Linked DNA regions of Mus musculus: all the other regions are linked to region 1. The links are chromatin contacts, called in public ChIA-PET, HiChIP or PLAC-seq and promoter capture Hi-C maps. All regions are on one chromosome and are shown on one strand. Each heading gives the region's core, a stretch centred on a gene start, on an enhancer-like site or on the middle of the called end of the contact. The rest is flanking DNA. Distances are from core to core; before and after follow the strand shown. Region 1 holds the start of Paqr7 (progestin and adipoQ receptor family member VII). Region 2 holds the start of Rsrp1 (arginine/serine rich protein 1). Region 3 holds the start of Crybg2 (crystallin beta-gamma domain containing 2). Region 4 has its middle 28 kb from the start of Ldlrap1. Region 5 overlaps Maco1 (macoilin 1). Region 6 overlaps Rhd (Rh blood group, D antigen).

The links. Promoter capture Hi-C pulls out the DNA fragments that hold promoters and counts their contacts. ChIA-PET counts read pairs in DNA pulled down with a chosen protein or histone mark. HiChIP or PLAC-seq counts read pairs in DNA pulled down with a chosen protein or histone mark.
Region 2: an RNA polymerase II ChIA-PET map of memory CD8 T cells shows a contact between it and region 1, with 446 read pairs. The contact joins the promoter of Rsrp1 here to the promoter of Paqr7 in region 1. A contact is called at or near these places in 3 of 39 promoter capture datasets (hippocampal neurons and liver), 3 of 484 Hi-C or Micro-C datasets (CD4 T cells, CD8 T cells and neutrophils), 7 of 115 datasets of contacts at active chromatin or transcription factors (bone marrow-derived macrophages, embryonic forebrain, large pre-B cells and 4 more) and 3 of 9 other capture datasets (adipose tissue, macrophages and pancreatic islet).
Region 3: a promoter capture Hi-C map of pre-B cells shows a contact between it and region 1, with 3 times the contacts expected there. The contact joins the promoter of Crybg2 here to the promoter of Paqr7 in region 1. A contact is called at or near these places in 2 of 39 promoter capture datasets (the 3T3-L1 cell line and pre-B cells) and 2 of 115 datasets of contacts at active chromatin or transcription factors (large pre-B cells and pancreatic cancer cells).
Region 4: a contact with region 1 is called in an RNA polymerase II ChIA-PET map of memory CD8 T cells, with 223 read pairs. The contact joins the enhancer-like site here to the promoter of Paqr7 in region 1. A contact is called at or near these places in 1 of 39 promoter capture datasets (pre-B cells), 1 of 484 Hi-C or Micro-C datasets (nephron progenitors), 4 of 115 datasets of contacts at active chromatin or transcription factors (acute myeloid leukemia, bone marrow-derived macrophages and memory CD8 T cells) and 3 of 9 other capture datasets (adipose tissue, liver and pancreatic islet).
Region 5: an H3K27ac HiChIP or PLAC-seq map of embryonic stem cells shows a contact between it and region 1, with 9 read pairs. The contact joins the enhancer-like site here to the promoter of Paqr7 in region 1. A contact is called at or near these places in 1 of 484 Hi-C or Micro-C datasets (nephron progenitors), 5 of 115 datasets of contacts at active chromatin or transcription factors (bone marrow-derived macrophages, embryonic stem cells, large pre-B cells and 1 more) and 2 of 9 other capture datasets (adipose tissue and liver).
Region 6: a contact with region 1 is called in an H3K27ac HiChIP or PLAC-seq map of regulatory T cells, with 5 times the contacts expected there. The contact joins the enhancer-like site here to the promoter of Paqr7 in region 1. A contact is called at or near these places in 3 of 115 datasets of contacts at active chromatin or transcription factors (bone marrow-derived macrophages, large pre-B cells and regulatory T cells) and 1 of 9 other capture datasets (pancreatic islet).

What each region holds. Positions count from the first base shown.
Region 1 is chr4:134,495,414-134,498,178 of GRCm38.p6, reverse strand. Paqr7 (progestin and adipoQ receptor family member VII) reads right to left here and starts at 1,418. Exons shown (of 2, transcript NM_027995.3): 1 at 1,143-1,418.
Region 2 is chr4:134,922,228-134,925,029 of GRCm38.p6, reverse strand. It overlaps Rsrp1 (arginine/serine rich protein 1), which reads right to left and starts at 1,405. Exons shown (of 5, transcript NM_023665.3): 1 at 1,263-1,405; 2 at 548-1,155. The coding sequence starts at 1,103.
Region 3 is chr4:134,067,191-134,069,970 of GRCm38.p6, reverse strand. It overlaps Crybg2 (crystallin beta-gamma domain containing 2), which reads right to left and starts at 1,519. Exons shown (of 20, transcript NM_001162970.1): 1 at 1,435-1,519.
Region 4 is chr4:134,794,624-134,797,672 of GRCm38.p6, reverse strand. No RefSeq gene overlaps it. Among named protein-coding and RNA genes, the nearest start is that of Ldlrap1, 28 kb to the right of the region's middle. Within about 2 kb of position 1,427, at least 45 of the 459 cell types and tissues checked have an H3K27ac peak or open chromatin away from gene starts, as enhancers often do. A contact at or near this core is called in adipose tissue, liver and memory CD8 T cells, where this site is marked.
Region 5 is chr4:134,816,625-134,819,324 of GRCm38.p6, reverse strand. The region is part of intron 6 of Maco1 (macoilin 1); the gene reads left to right. Among named protein-coding and RNA genes, the nearest start is that of Maco1, 35 kb to the left of the region's middle. Within about 2 kb of position 1,339, at least 6 of the 459 cell types and tissues checked have an H3K27ac peak or open chromatin away from gene starts, as enhancers often do. A contact at or near this core is called in embryonic stem cells, where this site is marked.
Region 6 is chr4:134,877,920-134,880,907 of GRCm38.p6, reverse strand. It overlaps Rhd (Rh blood group, D antigen), which reads right to left. Exons shown (of 10, transcript NM_011270.3): 3 at 868-1,018. Among named protein-coding and RNA genes, the nearest start is that of Rhd, 15 kb to the right of the region's middle. Within about 2 kb of position 1,352, at least 43 of the 459 cell types and tissues checked have an H3K27ac peak or open chromatin away from gene starts, as enhancers often do. A contact at or near this core is called in bone marrow-derived macrophages, pancreatic islet and regulatory T cells, where this site is marked.

The DNA of each region.
Region 1 (2,765 bases), core at 169-2,668:
CCCCTTTGCAAACCAATTCTCCAATTCAGCTCAACCAATTTAAAGAAAAGGCTACCTCCGCGTCTTCCAGGACTGAACAAGAAACTATTGGTGTTTCACACTGCATTGTGGGTCTCCATTTGTACTCAGTAACGTGATCAGAATGGAAATGTTAAGGACATTTTCCCCCAAAGTTCAGACACTCCCACGGTTCCAAGGAGTACCCTGAAAGGGAAGATCTTCATCATGGTGTCCCCGGGTACCCAACAAGAACAGTCAGCTTGGGGAATCCACCAAGCCTCCTCTCAGTGCATAGCCTGAGGCAGCCTAAGGGGCTTCAGGGGCTGCTAGGAGGAAATCCCCCAGGTTAAGGCTGAGGGTGGTGGTGGGGCCTTGTCTCTTTTCCTATCTAGGGCAATCTGGCTTTCCTGACGCTAGGGAAGGGATCCAATATTCTGGCCTGGTAGCCCTCCCACCTCTCTAAAGCTTTCCTTGGGGGTTCCCCCACAAGGATCTGCAAAACATACCACACACACACACACACACACACACACACACACACACACACACACACACACACACACTTCCACCCCTGCTCCTTCTTGTCCCATTATAACCTCGCTCCTAGAATGCAGCACATAGCCTGTGAGGTTGGTTGTTCCTGCCCAGGGTGTGATCCTGCTGCACAGGCTGTCTCCCATGCCTAACTTCTGCAGACGACACTGAATTATTCTCCCCATTCCACAAGCCACAAGCTCATAGGCTTTACTCCAGCCCTGGTCCTCCTTCTCCATGGCATGCTACCTCTGGTCCTCCCATAATCCTTCTGCTCTCCCCACTCCCTTACAGTGACCCCCCCACTGCTCCTCCGGGGGTGGGGTGACCTCAAACGTTTCTTCTTCCGGTCCCCTCCTTGAGGCTAATTCCCTTGGTGACCTCTCCTCACCCCTACCGGGAGGTGCTCCCCTACATAACTGTCCGGCTGTCAGGGTCCTGCTGTCTTCGGCCTCGCCCCATCTTCTGCCACCTGCCCACTTCCGCCACTGGGCACCGCACGCATGCAGCTAGGAGCACACCCCCAACCCGCGTGCCGGGGGAGCACTTCTCTACTCCCAGCCCAGCCCAGCCCGGCCCGGCCCCGGGATCTCCAGGAGCAGTCTCACCTGTGGTCAGAGCAGAGCTAGGAGCTGTCTGCTGCGTCCCCCGCGCTGGAGTCGCAGATAAAGGGGTAGCGGCCACGCCCCAAGCCCGGAGGGCGGCGCTGGGCACCGGGAGCTCAGCCGCCTCCGCCAGTCTGCAGCTTCTCGCCTGGCGTTATGCAAGCTCAGACTGCAGGAGGGGTCACTCCACGACGCATCCCGGGACTTCCTGCGGCCACAGTACAGTCTGAAAATAGAAGGCCCAGAGAACCTAGGCTCAGATAAGAGGCTGCAGACTCCTGCAGAGTTTACCCACTTCCCCAAAGCGCAAGCTTCGCTCTGTGATAGTTGCAAGAGAGTCGGATGAGTGTCCCAAGAGCTCTGAGGCAAGCTTGAGCTCAGCACATACCGCTCATGCCTCACAGGGCTACTGTAGTCCAGATGTCGCTCTCCCTGGGGAGCTGCGTCCCAAACTGGGCTCTCTGGCTTATCAAAGTCTCATCCCGTGATCTCTGACATTTTCCCTGTCCTGATTTGTCTAGATCTCTGTCAGAACAACCACTCCTGGTTGTCACATCTTCCAGGTATGGGACCAGCAGAGAAGGTGAACAGCCCAGTGGGTTTTTATAGGCAGGGTATGCCTCCAATAAATACTTTCTTACAGTGCCTCATGTGCCTGCCCCTTCTGTGGTGTTCATACCTAACAAAAATGGAGTACCAGACCGGGTCTTGAGTAAAGAGGCCTGATTGGTAGAGGCTAGGGCCCTGTCCTTTACTGAGCTTTTGAGTCTAGAGCCCTGACACATTAACAGGATTGAAGCCTGTTGCTACCCCAGCTCACCCTGCGACCTTGGACAAACCTTGCTCTTTTGGGCCTCAGTGTTATAGAGATGGCAGTACCACTTGACAAGGTGTTTAGGTCAAACGGTGGACATGAAGGTCTTTGGAAACTGCAAAATTTCCCTCTGTACTGTGATGAGCATATTATCTTAAGAGAATTGTATGTGAGAGACTGGCCTCTCATTCAACAAATTCAGACAAACGCCCACATTTCCTGAATCCATGGGGCAAGCCGACAGGCCTGCCATCCCGTGCCTACTACTCTGGAGACTGAGGCAGGAGGATTATTTGAAGCCAGGAGTTCAAGGGCAGCCTGGGCAACATATGGTGACTGTGTCCTGATAGGATGAATAAAAATGAGAGACTTTGCAGACAGTGGTGGCAGCGGTGGCACACGCCTTTGATCCCAGCACTCAGGAGCCAGAGGCAGAGGCAAGGGATCTCTGGGTTCTGGGCCAGCCTACTCTATGGAGCTAGTTCCAGGAAAGCCAGCGCTAAACAAAGACATCCCATCTTAAACAAAACAAAACAAAACAAAACAAAACAAACAGTAAGGACTTAGAAGAAGCCTCGGACTCAGCTTCTATTTTTGGCAGGAAGGTCAAGCTCTCACTGCTTTGATTCTTTGTTTCCGGTTGGTTTGGCTTTTGTCAGAGGTGGTATGTTTTTTGTTCATTTGTATGTTTTTAAAGGCAGAGTCTCACCCAGCTCCTGCTTGGAGCTCACAAGTGAAGCAGAGGCTGAGGTCTCCGGCATACACCACCACATCCTGTCCCCTCTTGGTTTGTTTTCAAATCCACGGTTTAT
Region 2 (2,802 bases), core at 156-2,655, 430 kb before region 1:
CTGCACACAAGCTCAAACTTACCTACTTTGTAACATCAAATTGCCATGTTACTTAACAGAAAGGCCAGTCAAAACCCATTTTTGAGTAAATCATGAAAAAAAAAAATGTGTTTTGACTTCACCCAGCTAGTAGGAAAGAGTGAGCCTCCTCTCTCTTGACCACCACAGCCATAAATGGACTTTAGTTCAGGTTACTGCACCGGTCACATCCGGCATGGACTTTACTCACAAGGTGAAAGGAAATACGTGAGAAACTATATTCTACCTAACTACTAACTAAACAAAAAACTCTCTCTCACTTCAAGAAATCTCAAAAGACTTCCAGCACCAAAACAAACGCAGGCCTAGATGTTAAGATGTCCTGGGCCTAATCTTACGAAATCCCAGCTAAACTGCTCAACCACATGACTCCCTGGCTGACTCACAGCGCGCTGAGGAAGTTAAACGCGGGGAGGAGCTGGGGAGGTGGCTCGGTGATAAGCGTCCAGAACTCAATCCCCAACACCACCCCCACCAAGGGCACAAACCTCAACCTGATAAAACGCACCTTTCTCACTCAGGCGAAATGGGGTTCTACTCCTGCTGCGCGACCTGGTTCTGGATCTTTCCCTCCACCTGGGGCGATCCTCGGGGTACACCGTCCGGCCGAAGCCGTAGTAGCGCCGCCCTCTAGTGATCGCGTAGTACGACCACCGGTGCTGCGACCTCCCGCGGGAGCGCGACCTGCTCCGGGAGCGGTAGGGCGACGGCGACTTGTAGTACCTCCGCGGCCGCTCGTAACGGCTGTCGCGGTGATAGCGGTGGCTGCGGGAGCGCGACCGGCTGCGTGAGTACGAGCGTGAGTAGCGCCTGTACTTGCGCTGGTGGCGCCTGCGGGACCGGGATCGGGACCGTCTGCTCCTCCGCGGCCGGCTGTGGCTGCGCGAGGACGAGCGGCTAGAGCTGCGGGAGTCGCGTCGGGAGCTGCGGGACGAAGAGCGGCTGCGGGAGCGCGACGACAGGCGGCTGGAGCGGCCCGAGCCCGAGGTGGACGGCGAGGCTTTCTCCTGCGGAGAGCCGGGCCACATGTCGTTCACGTATTTAGACATGGCGGCCGAGGACATGGCTCCCTTCTGAAAACGGAGATCGGTCCGCAAACGCAACGGCGTCTAGGAACTACAGAGAAAGTCAAGAGTCTATCATCCAGGTGGGGCGCGCAGTGCCCAGTGCGCGTGCGCGACACCCCAGGGCGAACCGGTCCCTGACCAAGCGGCCCCACTCACCTTAAACGGATGAAGAGCTCGCGAGGGCGAGAGAGGCCAAGCGGGCACCTTTCTCTGCGACCAGGAACCGAAGCGGGCGAGGTTCCCGATTCCAGCGACCGGAGAGCACAGGAACCTCCACTGCCAAAGTCCAGACTGGGACTGAGCTTAGTGGCGACGTCAGCATCGAAAATACTGGAAGCTGGCGCCGAGCATGCGCACAGACATCCGTGCGAAAGGGCGGGTCCCACTCTCGTCCAATCGCCAAGCGATGTTGGCTGCGCCTTGGAGACACGCATGCGCGTCAGTTGTCACTCCACCAACGGCCGCGCCTCCTCCCCATCCCCCACTCCCGCCCGCCTTCTACATCCGGGTATTTTGAGGATTTGTTTACTTCAGGGTTTTTTGTTTGTTTGTTTGTGGGGTCCTTGGCTGCTTTTGGATCTTGAGTTTTTTTTTGAGACAGGAGCTAGCTGTGTACCCCTGTCACGCCTCGAACTCGCGGCAATCCCCATGTCTCTGCTTCTCAGCTAGGGGGTCTGCGCCACCACGCCCAACTTTGTTTTTCTTTGTTTGGTTTGGTTTGGTTTAGTTTGGCTTCCTTTCCTGCTTTCGATTTTGAAATTCGGGAAAAGGAGAGGGTAGCAAAGAATTTAGCCGGCTCAAAAGCTGGATCAAGGACACAGAGGACAAGTCGGTTCCCGTGCCTCGGTCGTCCCCGGGTCATGTGTCGTCCCCTCCCTCCCCCAGCCGCTGCCCAGCTTCCCTTCTTGGCTCCTCCTATGGTGGAGATTGGGAGGGGTATCCCTGGACCCCGAAGATATAGTTTTAATTTAGAAAGGCTGCTTTAACGGCCTTGTTTGAGCTAATTAAGGTAATTTGAGGTCGAGACAGGAATTCCAACGACCACAGTTGACCTTTGAGGAGCAACAGTGATCCTTGATTGTGTGTGTGTGTGTGTGTGTGTGTGTGTGTGTGTGTGTGAGAGAGAGAGAGAGAGAGTAATTTGTGTGTACAGGATGCCACCGAAGACAGAGCCATTGTGGGCCACCAAGTATGGGGGTGTTGGGAACCCAGACTTTGTGCTAGGCAATGCAGCAAGTGCTCTTAATAGTAAGCCATTTCCTGAGCCCGATAGGTCTGTTCTAAGACAAGTGTGATTAGGACAGGACATTTAATCTTATTTCCAGGGCAAATTCCAAACACTCAATGTCATGAGGCATATCTGACCTTGAAAACTGTGGGTAAGTGAACAGCACTGAACGAAATAGCTATTTCAATATTGGGAGATGGTGTTCTTAGAAATTAGGCAGGGTTTTACAGAAGCTCTGGATTTTAGAGGGAGATGACAGAAATAAGGACTCTTTGTTCGTGCCTCCTTCCTCCTCCTTCCCCAATATACAGCGAAAGTGAAGAAATAAAAACCTTACTGTGGCCACCAGGATGGCTCAGCAATAAAGAATGCTTGTGGGACTGGTGAGATAGCTCAGTGGTTGAGAGCGCCGACTGTTCTTCCAAAGGTCCCAAGTTCAAGTCCCAGCGACCACATGGTGGCTCACAA
Region 3 (2,780 bases), core at 270-2,769, 430 kb after region 1:
CTATGTAGACCAGGCTGACTTCGAACTCACAAGAGATCTCTACCTGAATCTGCCTCCCAAGTACTGAGATTAAAGGCTTGCACCACCACGCCTGCCCCTCTTTTTGATGTTCTGAGATAGCATTTTGCTATGTAACTCTGGCTGGCCTGATAGCATTTATGTAGCCCACTGTGGGCTCCAACTCAAAACAAGTCTTCGTTCTCACCTTCCCAAGCAGAGGGCTGGGATTATATGCATATACTAGCATGGCTGACTGGGGTTCCCCCCAGGGTTTGCTCATTTGTTTGAGACAGGGCCTCATGTGGACCAGTGCGGCTTTGAACTCTCTGTTCCCAAAGAGGGTCTTGAACTTGTTTTTTTTTCTTAAGTTACATTTGGTGAGTGTGTGTGCCTGTATGTGTGTGCACATTCCTGCATGTGTGCATGTGTGTGCACATGTATGTGGATACTCGTGTGTGTGTGTGTGTGTCCCACGATGCACGTGAGGACAGCTTGTGGGTTGTCCCCTTCCACCATGTGGGTTGAGAAGACTGAGTAGTCAGGTTTGACTGCAGACAACCTTTGTCCACTCCCTAGCCGTGACCTTGAACTCTGATTCTCTAGCCTCTACTTCCTCTGAATGGTCAGATGATAGGCATGCCCAACCCTTCCTTTTCCCAGCTCTGGAATGTAACCTAGGGCTTCAGAGGTGCTAGGCAAACCCTCTACCAACTGGGGGACCTCTCAGCCCTGGGGTTCACTTCAGACCTTAAGGAGCAATCCTTGCTTATATCTCCAAGTATGACATAGCAAGGCTGTTTTCAGACCTAGGGACCCCAAAGACCCTGCTCACCTAGCCCCCAACAGCTATACCCAGAGTGAGACATAGGCCCACTGCCCTAATTCTCTCCCCACTCCCTACCTCCCTCCTTCCTAAGAAACTGGAAGAAACAGAACTTTGACCTGCCCTGTGGCCCAGCAGTGACTCAGGTTTTATAAGGGGGCATAGATGAAAGGGCCTGAGGCCCACAGATGTCTGACTCAACTCCAGGACCACTGCTGGTTGTTACCAGTGTCTGGGATAGAGTTTGTGGGGCCTCTGACAGCCTGTGAATAAGGATGGGGAGTCCTGGATGACCCCCAAGACTTCCTTAGCCAGGGTCAGTTGAGAGCAGACACACATGGACACCCTAGGCTCAAACTCAGCTCCTTACAACAGCCCGACCCTGCCACCCTCACTGAAGCTGTGTTCTCTCCCCTGGGATCCCCCACTTTGTCCCTTACTCAGCACCACATAAGTAGCCTCCTCCTCACAGAGTCCCCTGTCTTCATCCCCCCAGATCGCTCGTCATTGGCGGCAAGCGACAAAGCTTGAGCTCTAACCGATTTGTTCACTCATTCATTCATTCAGTGCTAATTATTTGGGGCCAAGTGCCAAGTCCTGGCCAGACTCACCCAAGGCTAGCTTTCTTAAGAAGCTGATATCCCAGGAGTCAGATGTTTGGAAGGTCCCATGGGCTTCAGCAAGGCCACAGGGAAACAGCTTGGGGGAAACTGAAGGAAGGCAGTCCGCACAGGGTTGTATTGATGACGTCCCAGCAATCAGCTCCATGCCATTCTAGGCCCAGCCCAACCCAGGGACAACACCCCCTGATGGCCATTCATTCCTTAAGCATGTGGTCATAGCTTCTGCTTGAATACTTCTAGGGACAGGGAGGTCACCTCCTGACAGTTCACATGTCCCATCCCTAGACAGTCAAGATGGCTAAGATGTTTTTCATGTGTGTTGGAATGTGCCTGCCTATAGCTCCCCACTTTTGCCTTTGTCTGGAGACACACCCCAGTAACCTAGCTACCACCCCTGCAAACACAAGGGCCTGTTCCAAGAGCCCTCTCTTCTCCACGTCTACAAGTGGATTTGCTAGCAAGGTGACCTGTGACCTCTAAGCAAGGTGTGTGGGTATGGGAAGGGAGAGGCTGAGGGGGGTGTGGGGGGAGCGTGGGAAAAAAATCTCAGCTAACCCAACAAGTCCTGGGATTCTCCCCGCTTACCTGTGAGTCACCCCCAAACTAGGCCAAACCAGTCCACAGGCCCACATGCTGCCAAACACATGGCGCATCAGACAGGCATTCACAGAGTCGAAGACCCACCACATCACACAGCACAGAAATACAGAGATACCCGCCTAGACAAACGCAGCCAGGAACACACAGCAACACACACACATGGTCACACACCAAGAGACACAAACACACAGGGGCTCTGTAGGCGTGCAAGCCACACGCTCCACTACAGAACACACAGGCACCACAGCACATGTATGCACGTATCTCCGGAACACACCCATTCAGCTCACAGCCAACAAACAAGCTCTCTCTGCTTTGCAATCCATCTGCCCTTGAATAGGAACCTGTACTTGGTGCACGCAGAGCTCACACATTCCCGCGTGCTACCCGGCTGTACTCTGCCCTTTTCCCCACATTAGTCAAACCTGCTTAAAGAACCCTCCAGCAGAGAGTGGGTCCAGAAGGACAGTGTCCCTGAGAGTCACCTCCTTCCTCTCTAGGGACCTCCTACATTCCAACTCCAGGCTGTATTCACCTAGACCCCAATCAACCAGAACCCCATGTCCCCCACCTCACCCTCCTGCCTGTTTCCCATCTGCTTCTAAAACCAGCTCACTTTCCACCCCCTCGTCCTTGTACAGACTGCCTTCCTATGCTGGGGTACCCTGGCAGCTCTCAGGGCCAGTTTGGATCACCCGTGTCCTCCTCCCTAGGCACAGAACTGGCACACCAAC
Region 4 (3,049 bases), core at 178-2,677, 300 kb before region 1:
TCTCTCAGTCACATCTCTTACAGTGATGTTTACCAATGTCACCTAGCCCAAGAAGGTCCGTGAACATCACCTGCATTGGTGATTTGTAGGCTTCATCGACTGAGGCTTGCTCTCCTTTGCTGTCTTGCCCAAGCTGGCCTCAAATTCCTGGGTTCAAGTGGTCCTCTGGCCTCAAGCTTCTGACATAGCTGGGACCACAGGCATGCACCACCATAACTGGCTTTATCTCAGGTTTTCCGATAATAAACCATAGGATCTGTGGCCAGGAGAAGCTCAAAGGGGACAGAGGCAGAGCAAGCACTGTGCTGTCAGGAAAGGTGAGGAAGCCAGCCAGAGAGAGAAAGCAGCCAGCCAGCAGGGCAGTTGGCTGGCAGGAGCTGCCCCTGCCATGAGTCTGTGTGTTCTGGGCTGGTGAGAGTCAGAGCTGCCTCTGAGGCCCAGGTGGATGGGCATGGCTCCCCACAGGGACCACGGGCTCCCTCACCATCAGGCAGGGATAATAACTCCGTCCCTCCTTGCTGTGGCCTGTACTAAGTTGTGGCCAAGAGCAGAAGTGTCAAATATATCTGGAACTCAGCCTCCTGCTTTCTACAAGAACAGTTGTCCTGGTTAAGAAGAGGGACAGCTGGGGGAAGTCAAAGCCAGCCCTCAGGTCTGGTGGTGACACAGGACTGTCTTCCTGTGTCAGTCAGGAAAATCTAGGGCTGCTTGTTACTACAGCCAAAAGGACTTACACAGAGAAAGTGCCTGCTCAGGTCCCCTGTGGCCGAACTCCAGGCTAGAGATCAGGAACCTAGGAAGGAGATTCAGGACCTTGCCAAGGTCCAAATATGCATGTCTCTGCCTAGTTCCTATGTTGACATCCCAGCCCCCAAGTGATGGCACTGGGAGGCGCGTTCAGCAAGTGATTAACTCTGGAGCCACGCCCTTTTCTCAGGACAGCATAGAGGGAGACTGCTCTAACCAGTTACCACATCTGAGATGTTTTCCTCCTGAACTTACCACGTGTCAGACAGTTGGGGGGAGGGGGGACACCCAAACACTTCAGTTTCCTGGAGGGGACAGTCTAAAGCATACAGAGACTAGGAGCTTTTACAAAAAAAAAAGAGGACCTCTCCCAGGCAGGCTGGGGGTGGGGTGGGGGTTCATGATCCCAGCTACTCAGAGGCTGGGGGTGGGGGGGCGGGAGATGCCATCTCAAGGCCCCAGTGGGCTACAGAAGTGAGTTCTCAGGCAGCCCAGGCAACTTAGAGGGGGCAGGTGACTCAGATTAAAAAGGGAAGGGAGCTGGGGATCTAAGCCCAGTGGCAGAGCATTTGCCTAGCATGTGTGAGCGCTGCTTCAATCCTTAGCTGCAACAAGAGCAGACCACTCTTACATATGTGCTAATATGTGCTTACATATGTGCTTACATATGTGCTTACATATGTGCTAATATGTGCTAATGGTTCCCCACAGGCATAAAGCCCGCTGTGCAGAGGCCGTGTCCGGTGGGAGGGATGGGGAAGAAAGTGGCAGGAGCTACCTCCCCAGCTCCTGTAACGAAGTGAGGGGCAGATGCTGCCTGCCAGGTTGTCAGCAAAGATGAGTTACCAGGTATTGACCATGCTCAGGAAGAGGAAGACAGATGTTACCTCAAGTTGTGGGCTGGAGAGATGGCCCAGTGGTTAGAGCACTGGTTGCCCTTCCAGGGGACCCAAGGCTCATTCTCAGCCTCTGTGACTCCACTGCAGGGGCTCTGTTGCTCTCTTCTGGCTTCCATGGGCACTGTCACATACACAGCACAGCACACAGACACAGCACACACACACACATAGCACACACATACACACACAGCACACACACACACACAGAGCACAGCACAGCACAGCACACACAGACACATAGCACACACATACACACACACACATACACAGCACAGCACACACACAGCACAGCACACACACACACACATACACACACACAGCACACACACACACACACACAGCACACACACACACACACACACACATACACAGCACACACACACAGCACAGCACACACACACACACATACACACACACACAGCACACACACACACAGAGCACAGCACAGCACAGCACACACACACACACAGCACACACATACACACACAGAACACACACACACACAGAGCACAGCACACACACACATACACAGCACAGCACACACACACACATAGCACACACATACACACACAGCACACACACACACAGCACACACACACAGAGAACAGCACACACACACACACACCTACACAGCACAGCACAGCACACACACACACCTACACAGCACAGTACAGCACACACACACACATACACAGCACAGCACACACACACACACACACACAGCACACACACACACACACACACACATAATGAGGTAAATATTTTTCACTTTTTAAAAAAAAAATTATGTATGAGTGCTCTATCTGCATGTACACCTGCATGCCAGAAGAGGGCATCAGATCCCATTATAGATGGTTGTGAGCCACCATGTGGTTGCTGATAATTGAACTCAGGAGCCCTGGAAGAGCAGACAGTGCTCTCAAATGCTGAGCCATCTCTCCAACCCATATTTTTCACTCTTAAAAAAACTTTTATTGGGGTTGGTGAGATGGCTCAGTGGTTAAGAGCATTGGCTGCTCTTCCAGAGGTCCTGAGTTCAATTCCCAGCAACCACATGGTGGCTCACAACCATCTGTAATGGGATTTGATGCCCTCTTCTGGTGTGTCTGAAGACAGCTACAGTGTACTCATATACACAGGATAAATAAATCCTTTAAAAAAAAAAAACTCACTTTTACCAGGCATGGTGGCACATGCCTTTAATCCCAACACTTGGGAGGCAGAGGCAGGCAGATTTCTGAGTTTGAGGCCAGCCTGGTCTACAAAGTGAGTTCCAGGACAGCCAGAGCTACACAGAGAAACCCTGTCTTGAAAAACCAAAACCATAAAATTAAAATAAATAAATAAATAAACCCACTTTCATTATTTTTATTTTATGTGTATGGTATTTTGTCTGCATGTGT
Region 5 (2,700 bases), core at 90-2,589, 320 kb before region 1:
CTGAATCGAAGGCCACTAGTTATGGGTGTGTTTGTTGCGTCTAGAGTTATGACATTGGCCTGATCTGTTCTATTCTGATTACTGAGTAAGGACACTGAAGGACACAGTGTGAGAATCAGTGACACGATGTGTAAGAATTCCGTGAAACTTTAGGAACATAGTCTCTATTTCCAGTTGTTTTACCCGTCCCTGAGACACATTCACACAGCAGATTCAGCATCAGAATGGCTGGGGCCCAACACAAAGCATGAGCACATTAACCGTCCAGAGCACAAGGGCTTCTCCAGAAAGCACTATGACACACAGTGCTAGAGTGTGCCTTGAAGAATGGGTAGGATTTTCTGTTCCCATTGCACAGTTACAGGCAGGTGTCAGGAAACAGATCGGTAGCAGGGTTCATTAGGAAACTTGCCTCAGTTGCATGTCTGTATAACTTAGACATGGTTTTCAGATTCCCCTTTGCCACTAGAAGCAGGGTATGGTCTAGAAACATAGAGGAAAGTTGCAGAGCCAAGGGTCCTGACCCCCCTGGTCCAGGAGTCCAGCCAGCAGCCCAAAGAGACATGGTGGTGCACGACTCCTAGAGTGGCTGCAGAGCCAAGTTTTCTCTTGGTGAATTCTTATTAAGATCAGTTTGAGCTGGGCGTGGTGGCGCATGCCTTTAATCCCAGCAGAGGCAGGTGGATTTCTGAGTTCGAGGCCAGCCTGGTCTACAAAGTGAGTTACAGGACAGCCAGAGCTACACAGAGAAACCCTGTCTGGAAAAACCAAAATAAATAAATAAATAAAAGAAAGAAAGAAAGAAAAAGAAAGATCAGCTTGTTCCTCACAGATCTTTCTCTTGTCAAAACTCACTACCCTGTGCCTTAAGCATCCCCTCTGCTCACAGGCAGGCTTTATTTAAAAAAAAAAAAAAGGTACTTCACAGCACCATTAAACCTTTAAACTTCTGAGAAATCTTTGCCTTGGTCTGATTCCAGGCAATCACCAGAGAAATACAAACATTTAGATTCTGGGTCTCCCTAACTTCAGATATTTAAAATATCTGTCCAAGTGCAGGCTGGCACTTGAGAACTTGGGGGTGTTTTTCTTATCTCGCCTGCCTAAGGCTGTCATCTGCATTCAGTTCCTTCAGTCAGTTTGGAGATTCCCCTTATTAAAATGTAAATCTTTTCCTCTTGAATTTAAACAGCTATCAACTACATAGAGTTTGGCTTGGGGTTAGGATTAGGGAATAACTGAGATTAGGGGAAGAGATAGGACTAGAGTAGGTAAGAGGGCCCTTAGCTTTCAAATCCACTTCCTAGGTGCCCTGCAGCCTGACCTGAGGACCGTTGAGAGAGCTTCTGTAGGCGGGTCCCGTCTCTGAAGAGCTAGGTGAGTGCTTCAGAGCTTTGGGCTGGCTATCAGGTCATTGTGACCTGTAACTGGTTACAACTAGACAGAAGTACACAGAATTTATGCCAGTGCTGGTCCCACCAGCCAGCCCACAGGGGCTGGGCAAGCAGGAAGTACATTTGCTTCCTCGCTAAAATTGATGAGGTTGTAGCACTTGTAGGAAGAGTTCCTTAATCCCTCAGAAGCCCTGGTAGGGCAGAGCAGGCTTAGCTCTGAGAGATGGGAGTCCATGATGGTAGGGAAGTACTGTCCTCTACCCTTTGATCCGACTGGAATTTTGAAGGTTGTAACTATTACCTATATTTGTATCTTGTTTCTCTCTATGACTTGCTTCTAGTTTAGGTAGCTATTGGCAGTTAAATTGAGTGTTGTGCATACATTTGAAGATGTTGCGTTAACCTCTTAACACTATTTAATCAGAACTTCTTTCTTCTCATTAATACATTATACATGTGTATTTTACCTAGAGAAGTATTGACCTTCAGCTCCAAGGGGGTTAAGTGTACCATTAAGACAGGTAGTCATATCTGCTTACTAAATGTCCCTAGCACCTGACTGTCTCAGTTCAGTTCAGCTTGCTAATTCACATATTTCTCCTAAAATTTCCAGCATCCATCATTCTATTAAGCAGATACAACAATTGAGCCACGTCTTATAAAATTAGAAAATGGAGTGGCCAGGCATAATGATATACATCATCAATCCCAGTACTTGGGAGACAGAGGCAGGCAGGTCTCTGTGAGTTCAAGTGCAGCCAGGATTACATAATAAGACCCTAGCTAAAAAGAAGGGGAAGAGAGCCTGTGTAAGTAAATTATACAGTAAATGTCCTTATATACTCCCCGTGTGTGTGTGTGTGTGTGTGTGTGTGTGTGTGTGTGTGTGTGTGTGCGCGCACGCGCGCGCACATATATATCACATATATATAAGGTATGGCGTGTGAGGTAGAGGGCAACTTCTGGAAGTTGGTTCTCTCCTTTCATGGTGTGGGTTATAGAATGCACCTTCATCCACTGAGCAGTTGTTAGCACCATACAGTAGAGCACCGTGCAGTAGTTTAAGGAAAGTGTCTGAGTAGGTGAAGGTGCAGCTGATATTCAGGCTGTATGTGTGTTAACCCCCTTCATGATAAATGTATTACATGCATGGAAAGTGGGGAAAAGGCTCGTAGGGAAGAAGTACATCAGATGCAAGCCGAGTATGATTTGATTCAGCCTAAATGAGAGGAGTGTGAGTTGTTTACACTTTGAATTCTTTTGTTAGATTTTTTTTTTTTTAATGCTGAGTGCATTTCTTGTTTTT
Region 6 (2,988 bases), core at 103-2,602, 380 kb before region 1:
AGGCCAGCCTGGTCTACATAGCAAGTTCCAGGCTGGCCAGGGCTACAGAGTGAGATCCTGTCTCAATAAAACAACAACAACGACTCCGTCAGCATAAAATGAGACACTCAACTTGTAACTCGCTGGACCACTGCCATCGAGGTGTGAGTGGTGTGCCAGCTGCGTGTGGTGGCTATGCTTGGTTGTCGACTATATCTAGAATGAACTGAAACCCAAGAGATCTTAGACATGGAAGGAAAAAGCGCTTGCTCTTTGCCTGCTGGCCCTCACTCTCACTGGCAAGTTTAGTCCTTCACGGGTGCTAGGACCGGTTCCTTTAGGATTCCAGTGTCTACTGACGGCCAGCTGAGACACCCTGCCTCGCGGACTGAACAACTACGGGATTCTTGGGATTTCCATTGGGAGTTAGTGATTGTTGGGCTAGCTGGGCTAGCCTGTTAGTCACTCTGAAATATTATACATATTCTATCAGTTCTTTCTTTAGAGAACCCTGACTACTGCATTCTGGGAATTCATCTTAACGCATCCCTTAATAACCTTAGGAAGAGGCTGGAGAAATGGCTCAGTGGTTAAGAGCACTGGGTGCTCTCCCAAAGTCAGGACCACATGGTGGTTCACAACCATCTATCACAGGATCGGACGCCCTCTTCTGGCGGGCAGGTGTAATGCAGATAGAGCACTCTGATACATAAAACAAACAAACAAACAAACAAACAAACACCTTGTGAAGCTCCAGGCCCTCGCTTGCTGTGTTTAACCCTCAGTGGAGCCTAACCACTTGCAGTTCCAGTTGGGGTAGCGTCCTACCTCCCCACCTTCTCCAAGATCCCCCTCACAAGGTCCCCCCTCACAGCCCAGGGAACTCACTTTGAAGACCTTCTCGTCGGCAAATCTGATGGCACCAAAGGCCATTGCCTCCATCAGCACCATCACGGTCAGCTGCACCAGGTTGACCTTCCCCAGGACAGCGCCCGCTGAGATCAGCACAGGTAAGGTGCTCATGGTAGCTATCTGGATGCTGAAAAGCGGGATTAGGAGGCAAGTAGGAAGGGGAGGGAGAGAGAGGGAGAGAGAGGATGAGAGGACGAAGAAGAGTTCTCTCTCTTCAGGCCCCGCCCACAGGAACGCTACAGAGGCAGAGTGGGGCTGTCCTGTGCTCCATCAGGGCGGCACCTGTGGTCTGAGTTTTCTTTGCACAAAGACACGATACAGTGATGCTGGGAGTCTCAGAGCCTCTCCTACAAGTCACTGCGACTCAAAGTGGCTTTTTCTTCCTCAGGGACACAGCTGCCTGAATTTCACTGCCACCTCACACTTCCTTTCTGCCGTGGCCACTCAGATGCTCAGTAGAGGGCGCCCGTGTACCTGCTGGCCCACCACCCAAGCGGCTCATTAATCTTACGGAGCATCCGCCAGTAAAATAAGAATGACCTATTGGTTTCCCCGGAGCTGGGCCAGGGGTTAGAAGGAAGACATTGTATATGCATATATAATACAAAAATGATTAGCAATGGCAAGCACTTGAAGAGGAAACTCGTAAATTGGGGCAGGCATTATGAAGACTGTCAAATCCTTCCTCTCCTGGACAAGTGTGCAGGTTTGGTGTTGGGATTCGGGTAGAGAAAAACATTGTTGTTGTTATTTTGTTTTGTTTTGTTTTCAAAGTGATTTTGGTTGGCTTGGGAGACACGGGGCTTCCTGAGACAGCTGTGCCAACTGGGCTTATCAGGGAGGGCCTCCAGGGGGAGGTGGCACTGAGCTTTTCTCTGAAGCCTAGGAATTTAATGAAGCTGGCATCCGGATGCTGTTTAGAGGCTGCGGAGATGTCCAAGGTTAAAGGTCAGCCCTCCATCAGCAGGGATTGCTAGGTCGGCACTACGTTCTCTGTAGTGTACAAGAGGCTAGGGAGTCGGAAGGATGGCTAGTACCTACTGATAACAAACATGAGATTCAGGTCCCAGATCTGAAGCCAGATCTAAAGCCAGAGTCCACTCATCTGCACACAGCCTTCCTAGCAATCACTGTTGTTCATGAGGCTCAAAGGTGTGAGGGGAAGGTAAGAGAAGGACATGGGGAAGAGGTCCTGTGTGGACCAGGAGTGACTCAGTATGTGGGGAATCTCGGTGGTCACTGCGACCAGACAGGCTATTCTTGATGAGTGAGTGCTTACTGCTCTGACAAGCTCAGTACAGAAATCACTGGGCAGTGGGCAGTGTGGGAAGACCCTGACATGGGGTGGTTAAAAAGCCTGATTCAGCCGGGCAGTGGTGGCATGTGTTTTAATCCCAGCACTCCAGAGGCAGAGGTAGGAGGATGTCTGTGAGTTCGAAGCCAGCCTGCTCTACAGAGTGAGTTCCAGAACAGCCAGGGCTACACAACAAATGAAACTCTGTCTTGAAAAAATAAGGGGGGGGGGGGGATTTTAAAAGGCTGACTGAGCAATATCGGGACCTTGGATGACTTCCTGTCTAGGATAGAGACAACACCTGGGGAGTTCCGGTAAGAGCAGAATTCTTGAACACACATCAGACACAACAAGGAAGTTGATCACCGCCTGGACTTTCTAGGGAGTCTTCTGACCCCCCACTACCACATAAAAGTAACAGCATACTTGTAATCTCCACACTCAGAAGGCTGAGGCAGGAGGATCTCTTGTGAGAGGAGACCCTCAACTGAGGAACTGTCTCCATCAGATAGGCCTGTGTGTATGTCCATGGGGCATTTTCTTCCAGGCCCCGCCCACCAGGCCTTCCCTCTCGCTGCCCAGTTGATCCACACTGCTTCTGCTAAGTCATTTGCTGATATTTAGAAGCAGCATCCACCATGCACGAAGGACCAGTAAGCCCCCAGGTCTGAGCAAGTACCACGTGGTCGGCATCCTGTGCCAACTGCTGAGGAACCCAGCCTCCAGGATCAAGTAACAGCTGTGTTCTCTGCTCTCAGGGGTGAGATGTCCGTTATCATTATTTTAATGTAATCTAATTATAT